2 separate regions of the Rattus norvegicus genome follow, and region 2 is linked to region 1. The links are chromatin contacts, called in public Hi-C maps. All regions are on one chromosome and are shown on one strand. The core of a region is the stretch at or near the end of the contact, and the rest is flanking DNA. Distances in the headings are between cores, read along the strand shown.

Region 1 (6,660 bases), core at 2,356-4,855:
CAGCAGATATGAGTACTGACTGCTCTTCCAGAGGTCCTGAGTTCAATTCCCAGCAACCACACGGTGGCTCACAACCATCTGTAATGGGATCTGACACCCTCTTCTGGTGTATCTGAAGACAGCTACAGTGTACTCTATATAAAATAAATAAACCTTAAGAAAAGAAAAGTTAAATTGGGCTGGGCGGTGGTGGCCCACGCCCTTAATCCCAGCACTCAGGAGACAGAAGCAGGTGGATCTCTGATTTCAAGGCCAGCCTGGTTACAGAGCCAGTTCCAGGACAGCGGGGCTACACAAAGAAACCCTGTCTCGAGAAACAAAACAACAAAAACCCAGTCAGTTGGGGCTGGGGATGTAAGCCCAGCTTGTGGCATGCTTGCCTAGCACGCATCCAGTCTTAGGTTCCATGTTCCATTCCCAGCATTTCATAAACCAAATGCGGTGCACACATATAATCCCAGCACTCTGGAGGTAGGAGGATCTTCAGTAACAGCGATCTCAGTTACAAACGGATTAGAGACCAGTCTGGGCTACATGAGATTTGTACATTTTGTCATTGTTGCTTTAATTCGTTAGTAAATACGTATGGTCTGTGTATATGCACAACTTGAAAAAAAAAATTAAGGTCACCTTCCCTGAGGTTTTCCAGGGCCAACCCGCGGCAGTCAAGCGAGGGGAAAGGGGGCGGATCCAAAACTGCGGAGCCGCTTCCGGCGGAAGGGAAAGGTAAAAGAGCACTGAGAAGACTCGGGAGGTCATCAGAGTAGCCTGCTGCTGGGTGGGCCCGGGGCGCGCCGCCGGACCCGGCTGTTCGAGGCTGTGTGTCCCTGAGCAGAGGACCCGGAAGATCTAGCAAGCCGAGCGAGCTACTGCTGTCCGCCAGGTTTAGTGTCGAGACCTGCAGGCTAGGCGCTGTTCTATGACTTAGACTCCGCTCTCCACAGCCCAAGCTCTCCCCTACCTCACCTGACCTAGCGGATTTACAAGGCAGGAAGCTCCCGTAGTCCCACGACCTTGCTTCCTTGCCCGACAGCTTGCTTTCCGGTGGCGTCCTCCGTTCCGCTTCACTCTTGCTGACCCCAACACAAGTAGCCCCAGCAGGAGGGTAATCGTCATTAAGATGACATCTTTTGGAGGTTCCCCAGAGCCCTAAGTGGGTGGTGTTTTGTACACCACAGAGGACCAACATCCACAGCCACATCTACCTTCACTGTTCCTTGAAAACCCAAACTGTTAACCTGTGTCAAATACGACAATTTTTCAGGACACCACATTTCCAGCCAAACCCACCATATCCACTTAATCTTCCTAATTCTTGCAGTCTCCTTCCTAAGCACGTGGGGTGCCAAGGGCCAGTGGCCTTATTTATACTCACTTTTCTGTACTTGGAGACCTTGAAAGCAAAGGCTTGGAGGGTATAGATTATAGAGCCCTGAGTATAAAACTCAAGGTATGAGGGATGGAGAGATGGCTCAGTGGTTAAGGGCACTGACTGCTCTTCCACAGGTCCTGAGTTCAAATCCCAGCAACAACATGGTGGCTCACAACCATCTGTAATGGGATCTGATGCTCTCTTCTGGTGTGTCTGAAGACAGTTACTATGTACTTATATAAAGTAAATAAATCTTTAAAAAAAACAAACAAACAAACAAAACAAAACCATCATCCCAGTATTCACAGCAGTATTTTCAGGTCTCAGAATCCACCAAAACCAGGGCCTTCCTACATGGTCCTACAATGTCCTGGCATTGAGGCTACAGTCTTTCTGTGACCCTCTTGGTTGTGTCAGCCACTTCAGTCCAGTCCTACATAACCAGGTTCACGTGTTACAGCCTTATCCATTTGCTAGGTTTCCATTCCTCAGCTGTATCTGCCTGAAAAACGAAAATGAGCACAATCTAGGATTTAGTACTAGGGGTATTTCCTCTTCCATTTTATCATTCACTATCACCCTCACTAGGAAGCAGGGTTAAATTCAAGAAAACTGTAAGGCTGGGCTGTAACTAGGACACGCCCTCCCTAAGGCAGTCCCCTTCCTTTCCACAGAGGTTCAAGTCTAGCAATGAAGGCAGATGAAGCTGAGGTCTCTGGGGTATGGGAGAAGAAAGGACCTGGGGCTAGAAAGCAAATCGATGGCTGAGTATTTATCTAACATCCACAGTGCTCTGAGTTCAATCCCTAGGGAGGAGGGAACCAGGTATTAATGCTATCCAAAACTCCCCAAAAGGAGTCATAGCATGTTCTGGGCCATTATCAGAGCTGCTCCTTGACTTGGCTGCCTTTGACCCAAGTCAACGCAGTCTATGCCCACTCCATGTCTCCAAAGACGTCATGCAACACCTTCTGGGAAGTAACGCTGACATTGTGTAATGAAAATAAGACAACAGTTACAGCTACAATTGATTGGACACTTATAGTGTCTCAACCACAGCAATCTGGGTTACAGGTGACAAGTAGTTAAGTGCCTGTGCGAGACCCTAGATATTGATCCTTAGCCTTGGAGTGAGGGAAATCCTGTTTTTGTAGATAAGGAAACTTTGAGAAATTATCCAACATGACCAAAGTCCTGTGAGATGTTAGCGATAGATTTCTAACCCAGGTCTACTTAGCTCTGGAATCCATATTCTCCTGATCACTGGTCAGAGGAAGAGGTGTTGATCTCCTGCTTGCAATCCTGAACACCTTGACAAGCCTCCTTGTCTAAGTCTAGTCCCCTAGCCTTCTCTCACTGCCTGACCAAGGAATTTCTGGGCATGGTGACCTTCCCAAATGTCTTCTCAGCACAATTGTTCCGAGTCTGGCTTGCATCTTCTCTGAGGTTTTCTTTCACGTTTCAACGTCCTCTATCTAACCTTGCTTCAAGGACCTTCCAGCTCAGGTCCCACAAGACTTCCCGTTTCCTCATTCTAGTGATCTCACACATCTTGAGTTCCCCAGGCTGATATCTTTAGGAAGTCCCGAGCTGTTCTTGGAGGCCTATTAAGGCGAGGAGCAATAATTCCTGACAGAAAGAATAAACAAAACACGACAGCAGCGTTTTAGTAGTTTTCTAACCCCTCCAAATCTCACTTAGACTTAGAAGGAGAATTGACGAGTCAGGTGAAGTGGGGATTGCCAGACGGAGATGTAAATGCTTGCTTTTCTATCAATTTCTCCACCCCGTTTAGGGATTGAAAATCTGTAACTGAAAATATTTTAATATTAAAAATAAAAAGTAAAACGTTAACAGAGCCTGGACTTGAACGCAAACTTTGGAATTGTAAAGAAAAAGCACCAGGCCAAGAATATTCACCGTTTGTAGAGAAAGGATTGGGGCTCCTCCCCCACCAGGGCAGTCCTTAGCTCTGAGGTCGCGAGAAGAGTGCGCCTGGCACAGAGTGAAGGTGGCTATTGTGACTTTCCGGGCCCCCGGAAGGGGTGGCTCATTGCCCAAGGGTGTGACCTGGTCCAAGGCCCTGGGAAGGAACTGCCCTTCGTCCCCGCTGTACTCCGGGAGACAGGTCCTGGGCGGGAGGGAGTGTGAAAGGCGGAGTCTCAGGCTCCACCCAGACCTCCTCGTCCGCCCCGCACAGCGTCCGCGTGGTTCTCATACAATTCACCCCACAGAACCTGTGGTCCTCGGCCGGCTTCTGGTTGAAGTGGCGCTGCAGCAAGGATAAGTCCCCCAAAGTTTGACTTCGTGACCTCTGTTCGTAGTCTCAGAAAAGACTAAAGAACGCGCTCTTCGGATAGACCAGGACTCCGTCGGCTTCCAACAATTAATCCTGGAGCAAGAGTCTTTGAATTCTAAACGGGTGAGCGGCCCCAGAAGAACAGATCCGGGTGGCCGGCAATTGGGCTCGCCATGGCTGCGCCCGCCCGCCGTCTGTGTCACATCGCCTTCCATGTGCCGGCTGGGCAGCCCCTAGCGAGAGACTTACAACGCATCTTCGGCTTCCAGCCCCTGGCTGTGCGGGAAGCAGGCGGCTGGAGACAGCTGGCCCTGCGCAGCGGGGACGCTGTCTTTCTAGTGAATGAGGGTACCGGGCCGCGGGAGCCACTGTATGGCCTGGACCCTCATCACTCGGTGCCCAGCGCAACGAACCTGTGCTTCGACGTGGAGGATGTGGACCGCGCCGCCCGGGCACTGGCGGCTCGCGGCTGCATCATGCCGGTACCACCCACTAGGGTGAGAGATGCACAGGGCACAGCCACCTACACAGTGGTCAGCTCTCCGGCTGGTAATCTAAGCCTTACCTTGCTGCAGCGTGCTGGCTATCGAGGATCTTTCCTGCCCGGGTTCAGACCTCTGCCTTGCACTCCTGGCCCGGGCTGGGTCAGCCACGTGGACCACTTGACCTTGGCCTGCACCTCAGGCAGCTCCCCTACACTTATGCGTTGGTTCCACAACTGCCTAGGGTTTCATCATTTACCGCTGAGCCCAGGTGAGGATCCGGAGCTGGGCCTCAAGGTGGCTGTAGGGTCTGGGCGAGGGGGACTGCGGCTTACTGCCTTGCAGACTCTGCCAAATAGTACTGTCCCCACCCTTGTGCTGGCAGAGTCCCTCCCGGGACTCACCAGCGAACAGGACCAGGTAGAACAATTTCTAACCCGGCACGGAGGGCCAGGCCTGCAGCACGTAGGACTGTACACTCCTAACATCATAGATGCTTCTGAAGGAATGGCGAAGGCGGGAGGCCGGCTCCTGACTCCTCCTGAAGCTTATTACCAGCAGCCCGGCAAAGAGGAACAAATCTTAGCCTCAGGGCACAAGCCTAGCTTTCTAGAACGGCAGGGAATCCTGCTAGATGGAGATAAAGATGAGTTTTTGCTTCAAGTCTTCACCAAGTCCCTCTTTGATGAGGACACTTTCTTCCTGGAACTGATTGAGAGACAGGGGGCCACAGGCTTTGGCCAGAACAACATTCGTGCACTATGGCAGTCGGTGCAAGAGGAAGCTGCCAGGGCTCAGGGAACCTAACCCCAGCTAGAAATGGGAGTTGCCACTTGTCCTTGGTGCTCTGAGGAGTCCAGCACAGGCCTGCTGGAACTGACACATCCCGCAGGACCACACCTCCACAGAATTACACCCAAATAAAGGCTATCATTCCCTCAGGGGCAGGGTGATCTCATCCCAAGCAGTCCCTGAGATGGGATTTAAAATAGTAACAACCCCTAAAATGGCTAACACGTTTAGGTAATGTAAATAAAGGAACAGGCCATAGGACACAACCTGGATCCTGAGCCTCTGTGTGTGTGTCTTCTTCCTGCATTTCTCTCCCAGCCACCCTGCAAGTTTGGCGACTGTCGGTCCTTTTGCTTCTGACGTTTCATTACACGTGATATGTACCCTGAGTGAATGATTCTGTTTGTGAGGAATGAATACAAATCTCCCTTTGTGCTGACCTCCCTAGGGAGCACCTGTTGCAGGTGCAGACTAATAGACCAGCATTAGCCCAACTGCCTGTGAGGGTGATGCTCAGTGCCAATCAGAGCTGACCTGAGACCCAGATGGGCGTGATGGAGGTCAGCACTGACACGCTCCCTCCAGCTGCCCTTGCTCTTTTCTGGGGAAGAACATCCGGTCAGGATGCCTCTAGCCCCCAGAGCTGTCTAGGAGCTCAGCCAGAGGAAGTCAGACCAAGCTGACTTTAACATCTTTTGAGTCCCTCAAACTTAAGTGAAGGGGCTAAGAGAAAGCGCAGAAGGTTCTCCAAAGGAACTACAAAAATAAGCATTTTATTAGACTGGACTTGGGGTGGGGAATGGCAGGGTATCACTGGGTAGTACTGTTGGGTTTGTGTGTGGGGATATGACGCTGAAAGAAACGATCCAGGACTTGCTGTCCCCGGCTGGGTTTTTTCCGGCTTGATGGAGTACACACCTGGGGCCTTTTGGAACCCTGTGCAAGATTCAAAGGTGGGAGGTAATGAGGACACCAGGGACTCTTCTACCCACTCTAGGGAGTAGGGAGAGTAGGGAGAAATTTCCAACTGCCTTTGATCAACCCCTTTGATCGACTCCCTAAAAGGTGCCCAAGAAAACTTTGCTAAGATAACAAAGGTGGGCTGGGGGCATAGCTCAGTTGACTGAAGGTTTGCCTCACACACAGAACCCTAGGTTTGAATCCTAGTGTTGGATAAAATGGTGTGGTGGGCGTGTGCCTAGGATCCCAGCATGAAGGAGGATCAGAAGTTCAAGGCCATCTTCAGCTTCATCGTGAGGATGGAGGGATGGCTCAGTGATTAAGAATGTATGCTGGTCTTACAGGAGATCTGAGTTGGGGACCCAGTATAGGTAGCTCTCAGCCACCTATAACATCAAATCCAGGGCGTCCAATGCCCTCCTCCAGCCTCAGTGGGCACTGCACTGAATGTATGTATACACATACATACATACATACACACATACACATGATTTCATGGCCTGGCTGACTGAGGCAGAGCCCCACCTTCTCCAGTTCCTTCCACACTGCAGACTCCACCATGTTCCAGTCACTGCTGATTCCCCTCCCCCGACCCAAATTAGCAGCCTTTCTCAATTCTTTTCTCACAGACGGCTCCCTACAAATATCCCACAAAAGCTAGCACAAACGCTTGGCATACCTTTGACAGAGAGACCACTCCAATTGTTCTTGTCCCCCTACCCTGTAGTCTACACTGACAATCAGCCCCCAGTTTA
Region 2 (6,660 bases), core at 2,272-4,771, 180 kb before region 1:
CCTTAAGTCATGTGGAGCTGCTGTAGGACCCACTGGGCCCCTTTCGGACAGTGGCCCCGCCTGAGTTGTTACTTTTCCTCCCCTCCTATAGCACGTTTCACAGCCTGTCTGGAAACTGGCCCCTCAAACACTAACTTTTGGTCAGCCGTGTCTGGCTTTCTTCTTGGTTTTCAGAACCAATAAGGGTCTAGCCCCAGAGGGTTCTAGGAACTTTCTGCTAAAGAATGAAAACTAAGGGCTGGAAAGGTAGCTCAGCGGTTAAGAGCACTGACTGCTCTTCTAGAGGTCCTGAGTTCAAATCCCAACAACCACATGGTGGCTCACAACCATCTGTAATGGGATCTGATGCCCTCTTCTGGTGTGTCTGAAGACGGCTACAGTGTACTCATATACATAAAATACATAAAAATACATAAAATCTTAAAAAAAAAAAAAGAAAAGAAAACTAGGCAAATAGCCCAATGTCCTGAGAAGTACTATAGGCCCAGTCTCACCTTAATCTCACTGAAGGTGCCCAGTGTGTGGTCCCATGCAGGTACTAGGTGGTGCAGGACACTGTCCAGGATTTTGATGAATCTGTGGTAGGGTGGTAATATAAAGAGTTTGGCATGAATGTAAGACCCCAGTCTCTAATCCGCAGGGACAGAAGCGAGGCTCAGGAGGTGCTCTGGGCCTCGAAGCAGAATGATTTATTTTACCAGACTTTGGGGCCTCCTCCATGCAGATTCCCAAGGCTTAGGGAAGGAAGAGAGGCCTGCAGGGCCAGGACCCTACCTACCTCTGCAGAAGGACAGCTCTGCGGTACAGCACTTCAGGGTCAGTGCCTTCCAGGCGTGGATATCGCACCAGACTGGCCGGCTGGAACAGGTCTGCATTCAGCCCTAGCTCCCGCTGTCTAGATGACTTGATCTTGACCCCTCGAAGACGAACATCTATCCCATCATCTGAGGATGGGTGGGGTCAGAACACGGCCATTTACTGTGCCTGCTGCTTGCTGGGCCCTCAGACCTGGGAATGGCTCCCAACAGTGGGCATTCTGTCACTGTCAGCCACAGAAGTTTCAGAGATTCTACTGTGATTCACACACACACACACACACACACACACACACACACACACACACTCATTCCATCTCTATGCTGCTAGGATGCTTGTGGAGCCCAACCAGCTCCTTTCTAGATGAGCCCAACTACCTCTATGGCTTTAAGGTTGGCTTACACCTAGCACCGTATACTATCTCTGATGCCGTAGCTTTACCCTAACTCCAAGTCTATCCATTCCCTTCTCTCCACGCTATCAGGCTGTCCTCACCCACATCCCGGGGACTCCTTATAGCCCTGAGCCCTACCTCGACACTCAACGATTCGGATCTCAATGACTGGAAGGTGGACGGTCATGTCCTCTAATACACAGACATCCCCGATCAGGGTCCTAGGAGACAGGCATAAAGCAGTTCAGATATTTGCTGCCTCAGGCTTCAGGAACTTCTAGGGCTCCATTCAAGCTGAGCATGGCCCCACTGTTAACATCGTGTCCCACCTCCCACTCCAGGGAGTCCTGCTCACTCGTCAATGTTCACGTCACTCAGCTTCTTCAGGTTGTCCCCTTCACCCCCATAGACCACAACCCGCTTCGGCATGAAGTTGTCATCTGTGGTATCCACTGTGAGTAGCAGCTTCCTGAGGACTCAGAGTATGTATCTGAGTGAGTCTCTAGGCACCCATAGCACATGGCTCACCCACCCTGTCACGCCCAGAGCCTACTCACTTGACAATTGTGCCTTTCTTCATGGTAAGCCGTACCCAGTGTTGGCACTGGGACCCATCGCTCTCCCAGTAGGTATCTGCATTACTATCTGTCAGGCAGGATACATTGAACTCCTCCTAAGGTAGGGGCGGAGAGGTGGAATCACACTGGGCATGCGTTTTGGGCTAGGGAACAGAAACAGTAGAGTTGGAGTGGGTGTAGGGTAGAAAAGCTGTCTGGGGTTCCTTAAAGGGGTTCCAAGGGTAGTGGGACTAAGTATGGCCTATGGGGATGATGGTGTGGTCCTAGTTTGGTGATAGGAGTTCTGGACCTAGCACTGAGGGATGTGACTGTATCTAGGCACAGGAGGAGTCCCAGCACCCACCGTATAGGAAGAAACATCTATGCTCTCCACATACTGCTTCACGCTACCCAGGTTCTCATCTTCTTTGCCCAGGTGGTCATATAAGAAGTGGATCAGGTCTTCGTCGCACTCATATGTCCACGTTGGTGGTACATAGCTAAACAACCCAAACCCCTAATTAAGTTGGGTTCAGTCCCTGATCCCTCCTCTCCCACCCCATTCCAGATAACTCACAGTAGTCTTTGTACAGCTTCTGTGTATGCCTCTGCTGGCTGAGGCCTGGAGCCCAGGCGATGTGAGTACGTCAGGTCCACCACCTGTTCCCATCTGTGGGGCACAGAGTGGAGTAAATGAGGAGGGAGGCACAGGCAACAGAAACCACCTTAGGATCTGGAGCCTTCTCGAGTTCTAGCTCCAAGCCTCTAGAAGCCTCATCCTCCTTCAGGTCTCATCTCTGCCAGTTCTTACTCCCACCCAAAACTCTCTCACAACCTAAGGTTTAGATTTTGGTTGTGTTTCCAACCCCGCCTCCCCTCACACCCCCCCCGCATCCGCCAGACGCCAAATCGCGTTCCTTCAGTTGCAGGACCTGAGCACCGGCCGGTAGTCCACGCCAAATAGCTGCTGCTGCCGTTGCAGGTGGTCTGGAGTGTCGATAGGTACAAGGCGGGCTCCGCCCTCCGCTGGGCGACACACTAGAAGCCAGCCTTCGTCCAAACTACAGTCACTCAGGTGTTCAGCCAGCTGCTCCTGCAGGGACGCGCCAGATGGAGATAGCCGTCAGGGGACAGAAATCAGCTCAATTGCTCGCCCAGCCCAACCCAGGGCAAAGAGCACGGAAAGCAATGCCAGCTCACTATGGGATAAGGGGGCGGAACAACCAGAGCTTTGGCTAGATCCAGGGGGTCTTTTGTGGGGTCCCGGCCAGCCCGGGCGCACCTTGGTTAACTTCACCCAGAGCCCGTGGCCGTTGCACAGCTCCTCGCCGGTGGTGCGTACGCAGGCGCCTCGCCGAAGCTCGATACTGTCACGGGCGGCGCGCAGCGGTCCCGAGCCTGTGCCCGGGGCAGGGCCCGCAGCACCCACACGAAGTCCCAGGCCCTCTGCCTCCCACACAGGCAGCAGCACGCGCGAGGGTCCCGCTGGGTCCTTGTAAAGCTTGTAGAGCACCTCTCGCGGCACGAAAGCCAGCGCCGCAGGCAGTGGCAGCCCGGCCCGGAGGCTCCGCGCCGCCTCGGCCAGGAAGCGCACGCGACCCAGGAGCTGTCGCGGGGACTCAAGCGCTGCGCCGGGGCCCGGGCCGGCCATAGTGAAGCCCGTGAAGTGAGACTCGTCCAGGGAAACCCTGCCCCGCCGCAGCCCGGGGACTGCAAGCAGAGCTTCCCACCACACCCTGCCCCACCTCACACCCTACTTTACCGTATGTTTTGGATTAAATGCACAACCTATTGCTACCAAATTTGTCAGGTGTACTCTGATAGTCCCTATTTTGTGACTCGCTCCCCTCACCACCCCTTCCGCCCTGACCCTGGCTTATCAAATCAGACTCAAAACTAGATTCTTAAGGTAAGGTCTCATTATGTAGCCCAGGCTGATCTCGAGCTCGCGATCCTCTAACTAGAGCTAGTGCTACTACCCTTGTTCAAGCCTTTATTCCATCTACTCTGATGCTTTGGCCTCATGTTTTTCTCTCCCTGTCCCTAACAAACATTACATTTGAAGGAATCTTTTTGTTGTGTTGTACTGTTTTGTTGAGACAGGGTTTCTCTGTGTAGCTTTGATTGTACTGGAACTCACTTTGTAGACCAGATTGACCTCAAACTTAAAAGATCCTCGCACCTCTACCATCCGACTGCTGGGATTAAAAGCGTGAGCTACCACACCAGACTTGAGAAATCTCATAAAAATTGCTCAACTATCTGTCTTAGGGGGCGCATGACTGACTAAATGTTCAGTCACTGACAGAAATGTATAAATCACTCTGGATGGACGCTATTTGTTGCTTCTAATTCCAGAAGACTAATAATCATTGCCCACTTAAATGTGATTGTCAAGTTTTGGTTTAAACGATTGGTAGAGCAGTCCCTGTCTTGAGCAGCACTCTATCATTCCTACAAATTGGTTAGTAATGTACATGTGGACTCTAAAATCTTCGGCTCCTTTACAACCTTCTGCACCGTTCATTTGCCAAACAACATTGTTAGACTTATGAACGGGAGTGAGAGCGAGGCCTGTGCTAAGTCTTCAGTATTTCTAGACCACAGATGAGAAAAGTTTAAATTTTCCTTTGGGTCATTTGTTACTGCGTCGCCACAGTGGACTTTACGGTGAAAAATTGATGGGGTCCTACGGGCAGCGGGGAAGGCAGCCCCACAGCTGTCACTGGTCTGGTCACGTGGTTCTCAATATGGCGCCGCCCGTGGTTCTCTTCAGGAAGGGGCGGGGCCTGGACTGTAGGGGCGGAGACTCAGATTAAAGCGGTGACCGCTCAGTTACTGTTTACCATGGAGGCGAACGGCTTGGGGTGAGTTTTCTGTTGCACGCGCTGTAGCTACGTTGCTTTCCGATCCGAGTCTTCCAATTCAGGGATATGTCCTTAAACTCTTATTTTTCTGGAGATCTCCAAGCACCAACCCAAGTCGCGGAGATTCCATATCTTCCAATCATGGAACGGAACCTTTTCGTTCCCTGCCCCCCCCCCCCCCCTCTTCCCGCAATCTCCATTCCACGGACTACTTTGCGGGACTGCATTCCAAGACTTCCTTTCTAGGTGACTCAGAACTAACTAGCACCTGGGACCATCAGCTTTGATCCTTTCTCTCTTGGTTTGGGGACCTCAGCTTCAGAAGCTTGCCTGAAATTAACTCCCTTTCCCCAAACTTCCTTACTGGATTTTCTTTCCACTTCCCTAGTACCTCCAGTTTCTTTGAGTTTGGGAAAGTGGACAAATGTGTAGGAAAGAGGCCCTAGTGGGGCCCTTCTCCTGGAAACTTGTGTGCAACTTGATAGAGGGGAGGAGCTGTGGGTGGGGAGCCATGGTTTGCAAGCAGGCCTGGAGGAGGCAGATAGCGGCCTGACTGAACCCACGCCTTCCCCAAACCACGGTCTAGCATAATGACATTTACTCCTACCTGTACATTCCATCTCATCCGCAGACTCCAGAATTTCCCGGAGCTGAAGAATGACACGTTCTTGAGAGCAGCCTGGGGAGAGGAAACAGACTATACTCCTGTTTGGTGCATGAGACAAGCAGGCCGCTACTTACCAGGTCAGGGGTAAAGGTGTGGTCTAGATAAAACCTGAAAATCTAGTTGGTGAAATTCTTCAGGGGAAGATGGTAACTTTGGAAGACCTCATGGTTGAGTCCTGTTCTCCATCTCCTCTTGTAGAGTTTAGGGAAACCAGGGCTGCCCAGGACTTCTTCAGCACCTGTCGATCTCCTGAGGCTTGCTGTGAACTGACTCTGCAGGTGAGGGCCTCACAAATGAGGGTGGGGTTTATGCCCTCAGTGGGTGGCCTTACTAACCTATTTGCTATTCCCTGCAGCCACTGCGAAGGTTTCCTCTGGATGCTGCTATAATTTTCTCTGACATCCTTGTTGTACCCCAGGTACTCAATCCTAATCCTGGAATGTGGGCTTTAAAAAAGGGGGAGAGAGGAATGCACTTATTGCAAATCCTCTGTCCTATCAGGTTTCAAGATAATTTCAGAAGTGGGAAGAGGAAAACACTAGGAATGGAGTTTACAGGGGGTTCAGCCTTTTCTTTGTTGCATGTGTTGAACAGAACCCTTCCCTCTGAGTTCCAGGTTGTGTACCCAGATATTTTATCCCCCTTAAGGCACTGGGCATGGAGGTGACCATGGTACCTGGCAAAGGACCCAGCTTTCCAGAGCCATTAAGAGAAGAGCGGGACTTAGAGCGTCTACGGGATCCAGCAGCAGTGGCTTCAGAGTTAGGCTATGTGTTCCAAGCCATCACCCTTACCCGACAACAGCTGGCTGGACGTGTGCCACTGATTGGCTTTGCTGGTGCTCCGGTAATGTGGCACAGGGGTGTGGACGGGAGCATGAAGAGATCAGGCTAGGTCTGGAATAGACAAAGAATTCTATGTCCTGCCATCTGCATCTTTCTGCAGTGGACCCTGATGACGTACATGGTTGAAGGCGGCAGTTCAAGTACCATGGCTCAGGCCAAGCGATGGCTCTATCAGAAGCCACTGGCCAGTCACAAGCTGCTTGGCATACTCACTGATGCTCTGGTCCCATATCTAATAGGACAAGTAGCTGCTGGTGCTCAGGTGAGTCTTAGGGACAAATAGGTTGCAGCTTGGTCTATGAGGATCCAAGGCAATGGTTTCCTAAACTGGAGAAATGAGGGGTGTTACTTTTCCTCCAGTGATCTGGTTAGAGTATCTAAGTGGTTCTCAATCTTCCTGATACTGTCACCCTTTAATACAGTTCCTCACGGTGTGGTGACCCCAACTGTAAAATTACTTTGTTGCTACTTCATAGCTGTAACTTTGCTCTGTTGTGAATCGTAAACATCTGAT

Evidence for each region. A called contact is a pair of places that touch in the nucleus more often than the background predicts.
Region 2: a Hi-C map of liver shows a contact between it and region 1, with 3 times the contacts expected there. The contact joins the promoter of Hectd3 here to the promoter of Hpdl in region 1. A contact is called at or near these places in 12 of 12 Hi-C or Micro-C datasets (the A7r5 cell line, the Rat2 cell line, Schwann cells and 7 more) and 1 of 1 datasets of contacts at active chromatin or transcription factors (oligodendrocytes).

Annotation. Positions count from the first base shown.
Region 1 is chr5:135,521,809-135,528,468 of GRCr8, reverse strand. Hpdl (4-hydroxyphenylpyruvate dioxygenase-like) reads left to right here and starts at 3,605. Exons shown (of 1, transcript NM_001014068.1): 1 at 3,605-5,211. The coding sequence starts at 3,845. The coding sequence ends at 4,960. Mutyh (mutY DNA glycosylase) reads right to left here. Exons shown (of 16, transcript NM_133316.2): 16 at 5,692-5,881. The coding sequence ends at 5,756.
Region 2 is chr5:135,703,298-135,709,957 of GRCr8, reverse strand. Hectd3 (HECT domain E3 ubiquitin protein ligase 3) reads right to left here and starts at 3,521. Exons shown (of 21, transcript NM_001399212.1): 1 at 3,050-3,521; 2 at 2,700-2,860; 3 at 2,345-2,437; 4 at 2,132-2,267; 5 at 1,768-1,883; 6 at 1,566-1,679; 7 at 1,349-1,431; 8 at 779-944; 9 at 495-576. The coding sequence starts at 3,418. It overlaps Urod (uroporphyrinogen decarboxylase), which reads left to right and starts at 4,578. Exons shown (of 10, transcript NM_019209.1): 1 at 4,578-4,634; 2 at 5,266-5,378; 3 at 5,500-5,579; 4 at 5,657-5,719; 5 at 5,950-6,147; 6 at 6,247-6,408. The coding sequence starts at 4,615.